Linked DNA regions of Sus scrofa: region 1 is linked to region 2. Evidence: chromatin contacts called from public Hi-C data. All regions are on one chromosome and are shown on one strand. Each heading gives the region's core, a stretch centred on a gene start, on an enhancer-like site or on the middle of the called end of the contact. The rest is flanking DNA. Distances are from core to core; before and after follow the strand shown. Region 1 overlaps MYO5B (unconventional myosin-Vb). Region 2 has its middle 59 kb from the start of LIPG.

Region 1 (3,128 bases), core at 132-2,631, 290 kb before region 2:
GCCAAGGGCAGCAGGAGGAATGGCGTGTGACTTCAGCCTAGCACAGATTTTGCTTCAGCCCTTTGTCTGGGGTATTTGTAATAGCTGAGCTTTTTCTACTTTTACAAAGGTAAATTTCCCTATAATTGCCTGACAACTAAATGTGATAAGAGTGGACCTCAAACTCCCTTAAACAGGCTGATCTTGTTCAACCACCGCTAGGGATGCACTTTTATTCTCTGATGAATGAAACTCAAAGTTCACAGCATCAGAGTAAAAAAGAAAATGACAGTGGAGACTGCTCGTGCCAGCAGAGGGGTTACTCCTTCCCTCGGTCATTGCTCAGGTGGCCCCAGGAAAGCTTATCTGCTAAGCTGCCTGGTCCCCTTCCCTCCTCAAGACCCCTCCACACGGATGCCAGGACTTCACGAGCCTCAGCCTAGGGGCCCGGTGCTGGCTGGTTACTGTGGACCGTGGAGAAAAGTAGAGGTGGTACCTGCGCTCAAGGCTCTACCATGTAGCTGCTACGGGAATCGAGACTCAAATCACAGTTGAGCATTCCAAGGCAGGACAAGCTGTTTACCATCTGCACACGAGTCACGCTCAAAGCAAGAAGCTATAGAATTGAAGTCTGGGCCTTAAAACACATCTTTCTGGATAAATGTTAATGGCATTCTAATTAGAGCCAAGGGCCAACCCACAATCATTTGCTGAGCCTGTGAGATGCTCCAGGTACCTGGAGTATTATGCCTGTATGTGTTTTTGAGGCCAAGTGCCCACTGGAGATGCTGGCAGCACGTGCCCAGCCCTCACCCTAGGTGGCCCTGGTGGAAGATCTGAGGTTGTTGCCCCTTCCCCTCCCCAGCCTGCCTCCCTCATTGCCTCCCCAAGCCTAGAGGTGGCTTGTAAGGCCTGGGCTGGGTGAAGATTAGGGGCAGAGGTAATGAGAGAGTAGGCGAGGGCTGGGGATCCAGCGCTGGGGCCGAAGTGGGCAGGCCTGGGGTCTGAGGCCCAGGGCCTCGAGTACATCGTTCCTGTCCCTGGCCCTTTCCTCCTCCTTCCCCAGGGTTCTACCAGCACTCCCTGCTCTGAGCCTGGGCTACTGCTTCTGTGGGCTTCCTCTAGAATGGAGAGCAGCCTGACAGCTTCTCCCTGATCCTCCAGGGCTGTGGCAGGGAAGGACCAGGAGGCTGAGCAGGAGTCTGCAGTTCATGGGGCAGCTCACAGGTTCTTCCAGTCCAGCCAGTGTGCACCTGGGAGGGGGTGTGGTGAGGGTTTGGAAGAGAGCTGAGGGGGTGAGGGGCAACAGGGCCGCAGCTGTCCCTGACTAGAGCCGCATGAGCTCCAGCCAAGTGGGAGGCCGGTGAGACGCAGGTCAGGCGGTGGCGCTAGGGAGGAGAGCACGGCTGTGGCCAGTCAGTGCTCTGCTGGATCTGCTGGCTCTGAGCAGGTCCGGGAAGGGGCCACCACATAGTTTCCGAACTGACAGCCAAGTGGGTGAGAGGCTGCTCCAGCTCTCCCAACCCCTGGCACGTGGCCTGTATCTTCGGGGTGAGCCCTCCTTCTTGCTGTGTCCACGATAGGAAGGGATGTACTGGGGCGGGGGGTGGGGAGTCCGGGCCCCATCAGGGAGCAGCTCCCATCCTCAGTGGCCCTCTGGCCTCAGGCCCCTCCTTGGTGAACCTGGCCTGTGTGTGAACCTGGCAGGGAGCCACCTGTGGATTCTTTCCTCTAGGTTGTAAGGACAAAGCATGAGAAGCCTGTTTTAAACAATTAGGAACATGCTTTTTGTCTGGGGCTTTTACCTAGTTTCTAAAACTCCTAGTAGTCAGGGGTATCAGGAATCTGTGTATCCAGGGCAATCTCTGCCCTTTTCCTCTCCCAACCCCCTGCGAGGAGCTACAGGAAGATATTGAAAGTGTGTATTTTGGGCCAGGGCTCTTCCAGCTCTGGGCATTGACTCTAATTCTTGTGGTCTGTTGCTGTTAGAGCTGAAGCCCCAGGCCCTGGCGGGCACAGTGCCCTGCCTCCCAGCCTACATCCTCTACATGTGTATCAGGCACGCGGACTACGTGAACGATGACCTCAAGGTGCACTCCCTGCTGACCTCCACCATCAACGGCATCAAGAAAGTCCTCAAGGTCAGTGTCCAGGCCGACGGTGGTTGGTGGGGAACTGAGTGAAGCCAGCAGCTCACCGTTGCTTCTCTCAGCCTGGGTTTTGCGGGAAGAAGTTCTCCAGACTCTCCAGCCCTAGAGGGAAATAAATGACAGCTGACCTCTAGGTAAATGCAATGCCAGAACGTTTCACCAGCATCTTCCCAACACCCCTGGTGTTGGGTCATTGATAGATGAGAACAGAGCAGCTGGAGTCAAGCTCATTTGTATCGCCTGGCTTCATAGTCATAGCCACAGAAACAGTTTTTCTGCCGTGTGTGTGTGTGTGTGTGTGTGTGTGTGTGCGCGCGCATGTACATGCATGTGTGTGCCACCAATCAGGGTACCAGAACAGGGTTGTGTGTCATACCCAGTAGTGGATGAGCAGTAGCTCTTGTGGCGGTAGCTCTCATCTCCTGACTGTGACTAGCCAGGGCCTGCCAGGTGAGAGAATGAAACAGGTAAGCATTTGGCCAGATGGGAACCACTGACTTATGACCAGGAATGGCTTTTTCTTTTCACAGAAGCACAATGATGACTTTGAGATGACGTCATTCTGGTTATCCAATACCTGCCGCCTCCTGCATTGCTTGAAGCAGTACAGCGGCGATGAGGTGAGGCCATGGTGAGCCCAGTCCCCACACACACTTAGACACCTACCATTGCCCCATGTTCCTCAGCATTCATGTCCCCACGTCCTTGGCCATTTGCAGCACCTGCTCTGCTCCAGAGCACATCAGATCTCAGGGGCCCGGGGCTGTCAGTCACATGTCACCCTGCTTTGTCCACATGTCATCTTGAGCTTCTTTGTGTCCCTGAGGAGAGGGAGTAAGGTCTCTAGAGCACCACCCTCTGGGACCTCAGGCTCCAGGCATGCCTTCTGCATCTATTCATTGGAGGCAGGAGTAAGGCCAGCCTGGATGGTCCTGGGGCCCTGGGCAGCACCCTGAATGAAGCGAGTAGATTGGTGGGGAGATGAGTTTTTACAGCCCA
Region 2 (2,815 bases), core at 1-2,500:
ACTGGGGCCCTGGGGTGGAGGGGAGTCCTGAGGCACACAGCAAAACCTCGGTTCATTCCTGAGTCCCAGGAATGCTCAGATGGAGTCTGGGCCAGCCAAGCCTGACGGCCATCAACTTGGCTGCAGGACAGAATGTACCTTCGAGTGTTTCCAGCATGTGTGCGTGCTTGTGTATATGTATGTGTGTATGCACACATGTGGATCTCCCAGGCACAAGATGTTGGGTAACACCGACCTAATGTTCTGGCCCAACACGCAGCCAAAGGATTTCGACAGGCTTTGCCTCTGAGGCAGCCAACAAGCAAATCTCCCTAGAAGGTCATTGTCCCTGAGAACACTGACATCATGAACGTACTGCATCATGTGTTCTCTCTTCTCACGGACAGTTCTGTCCAGCTGCAAGCAAACACCAAGGCACCCTCCCCTCTAAACTGTGTGCCTATGTTTTCATCAACACCTAGGGATGCAATAAGTGTTTATTGACTGAACGGTAAAAGGGTCACAGAAAAACCCACCCAAGGGGGTTTGCAGCATGCGGAAGTGAGGAGGGCTTTTCCATCCCTTTCCCTCAGAGGTGGTGGGTTTGATGGGAGGGAGGGGAGTTATGGATTTGCTATAGCAGAATTTCTGGGGCTCTAGTAATCATGCATAAATATTCCCGAAAGCCCCCCAGAAGAAGAAAAGGATTGAGAACCAACTGCCTCAAGAAGAGAGGTAAAAAGAGGAGCCTTTTTTCAACGTGATTAACCCACCACTGCTGTAGAATCCACCTGCTGGACCCTCATGGCCACCTAGGTTTCTGACTCATTCTATCGGCCACCTTCCACATCTCTCCCCAAACCACAGTCCAGTTTAGCCCCATGAACATCCCCCCTGCCCAAGGACCGCCACTCCCTTAGACTTCCTTCCAGCCCCAGTTAAGAAAAACTTGTGATCATCAGCTTCCAGACCCCAGGGCCTCCCACTCTGCCCTTTCCAGGATCTTTCCCAAGACTGGAAGACATAAGAAGAGTTTGGGGTCTCTTTCCCTCCCCCAGGCAATCAGGTGTCCAAATAAGGACAAAATAGGAGTGCATTCAATGTGTGGCCTCCTGGTGTTAGGATGAATGCACAAGCCAGGCTACAGCCCTTCTCAGGGTGCCTGGCACTTGGAACCTTTAAATGCAAATTCCCCTTGCGGCAGCCCTGGCCTCTTCTGCAGGGCGGGCAGCTATCCTGGGAGAAAAGACAAGATTTAAATTGGTAATCAAGCCCTGTACCAGATTGGACTTTGACCTTGTTCAGAATTCCACTGGCCCATGTCCCCTGACTTGCCACCCCCTTTCTGCCAGTTTTTCCTTTGAGTTAGCTGCCTGCCATCTAAGGCAGTAAGACAGGCTGTCACCAGCTGCTGCCTGCCTGGCTGCCTTCCACCTGGCTGGATCAGAAGGCCTTGGAAATCAAGCAGCTTTGCCTCTCCAGCCTCTTTGCTACCTCTGCTGCTGGAGCAAGATAAGTGGGGTCTGGATGAGCCTTTGGCTCCAGCTGAGCCCACTTGCAGGGCATAGGAAGAGGTAAGGGTAGCCCCCACGGGCTTCTCTGATGCATTCTTGGTTACCAAAGTGATTCTCAGACCTGGCCTGGGATAGCCAGTGTGGGCCCACATGCCAGCTACATCCACAGAAGAAACATGAAGCCAATATTCATTTTCTTTTCTTTTTTTTTTTTTTTTTTTTTTTTCCTCTTTTAAGGGCTGCACTAGCAGCATATGAAAGTTTCCAGGCTAGGGGTTGAATCAGAGCAAGAGCTGCCGGCCTACGCCACAGCCACAGTGACACAGGATCCGAGCCTCGTCTGTGACCTGAACCACAGCTCATGGCAACGCCAGATCCTTACCCACTGAGCAAGGCCAGGGGTGGAACCCGCATCCTCATGGATACTAGTCAGATTCGTTTCTGCTGCCTCACCATGGGAACACCCCCAACATTCATTTTCTACCTCTCTCTCCACTGCCCCGGAACCACTGCTTGCTGCAAAACACCGTGTTTTTTCTCACTTCTTCCTGGAAGGCCTTGCATATTCCCTTCTGTATGTCTAATTCTGCCCTTCTTTCCAGGACCTGGGAAACCACTGATCACCATAAAGTACCTACACTCCCCTGCAACCCTACCACCCTTTCTCTCTGCCCTCCTCAATTCATGATTCAAACCAAATATCTGGGGCATTTAGTTCCATGCTGATTTTTTTTTTTTTTTTTTTTTTTTGGCTTTTCTAGGGCCGCACCATGGCATAGGGAGGTTCCCAGGCTAGGGGTCCAATTGGAGCTGTAGCCACTGGCCTATGCCACAGCCACATGGGATCAGAGCTGAGTCTTCGACCTACACCACAGCTCATGGCAACGCCAGATCCTTAACCCACTGAACAAGGCCAGGGATTGAACCTGCAATCTCCTGGTTCCTAGGCAGATTCGTTAACCACTGAGCCACAATGAGAACTCCCAGTCCCATGCTGATTTGCTTGGTTTCAAACCTTATTTCCCCAACAAGTCGGTAGGCTCCCGGTGACCATGTGTTACCTAGAATTGGCACTGAGTAGATCTACCTGGAATCAGTGAATGAAAGGACAAATGAATGAATATATGGATTGCTTTGATCAAGGCAACATTTTCTTTATACACCCAGAATTCTTCCCCATGAGAGGACTCTTCTTTCCATTGGCTTTCATCACAACGAAGCTGCTGGTGGCAGCTTGGTTTTCAGACCTCCCAGGGCACAGGAGAACCAGGAATGTTTTACCAGGAGGAGTCAGTGGCTAGAGCAGTTGGACTCCCAGCAGT

What was found. Hi-C and Micro-C count contacts between places; a contact is called where the count stands out from the background.
Region 1: a contact with region 2 is called in a Hi-C map of liver, with 7 times the contacts expected there. The contact joins two enhancer-like sites. A contact is called at or near these places in 5 of 47 Hi-C or Micro-C datasets (liver and skeletal muscle).

Annotation. Positions count from the first base shown.
Region 1 is chr1:99,429,359-99,432,486 of Sscrofa11.1, reverse strand. It overlaps MYO5B (unconventional myosin-Vb), which reads left to right. Exons shown (of 39, transcript XM_021093027.1): 33 at 1,969-2,120; 34 at 2,660-2,749. Among named protein-coding and RNA genes, the nearest start is that of ACAA2, 120 kb to the right of the region's middle. Within about 2 kb of position 1,381, at least 16 of the 83 cell types and tissues checked have an H3K27ac peak or open chromatin away from gene starts, as enhancers often do. A contact at or near this core is called in liver, where this site is marked.
Region 2 is chr1:99,139,361-99,142,175 of Sscrofa11.1, reverse strand. No RefSeq gene overlaps it. Among named protein-coding and RNA genes, the nearest start is that of LIPG, 59 kb to the right of the region's middle. Within about 2 kb of position 1,250, at least 25 of the 83 cell types and tissues checked have an H3K27ac peak or open chromatin away from gene starts, as enhancers often do. A contact at or near this core is called in liver, where this site is marked.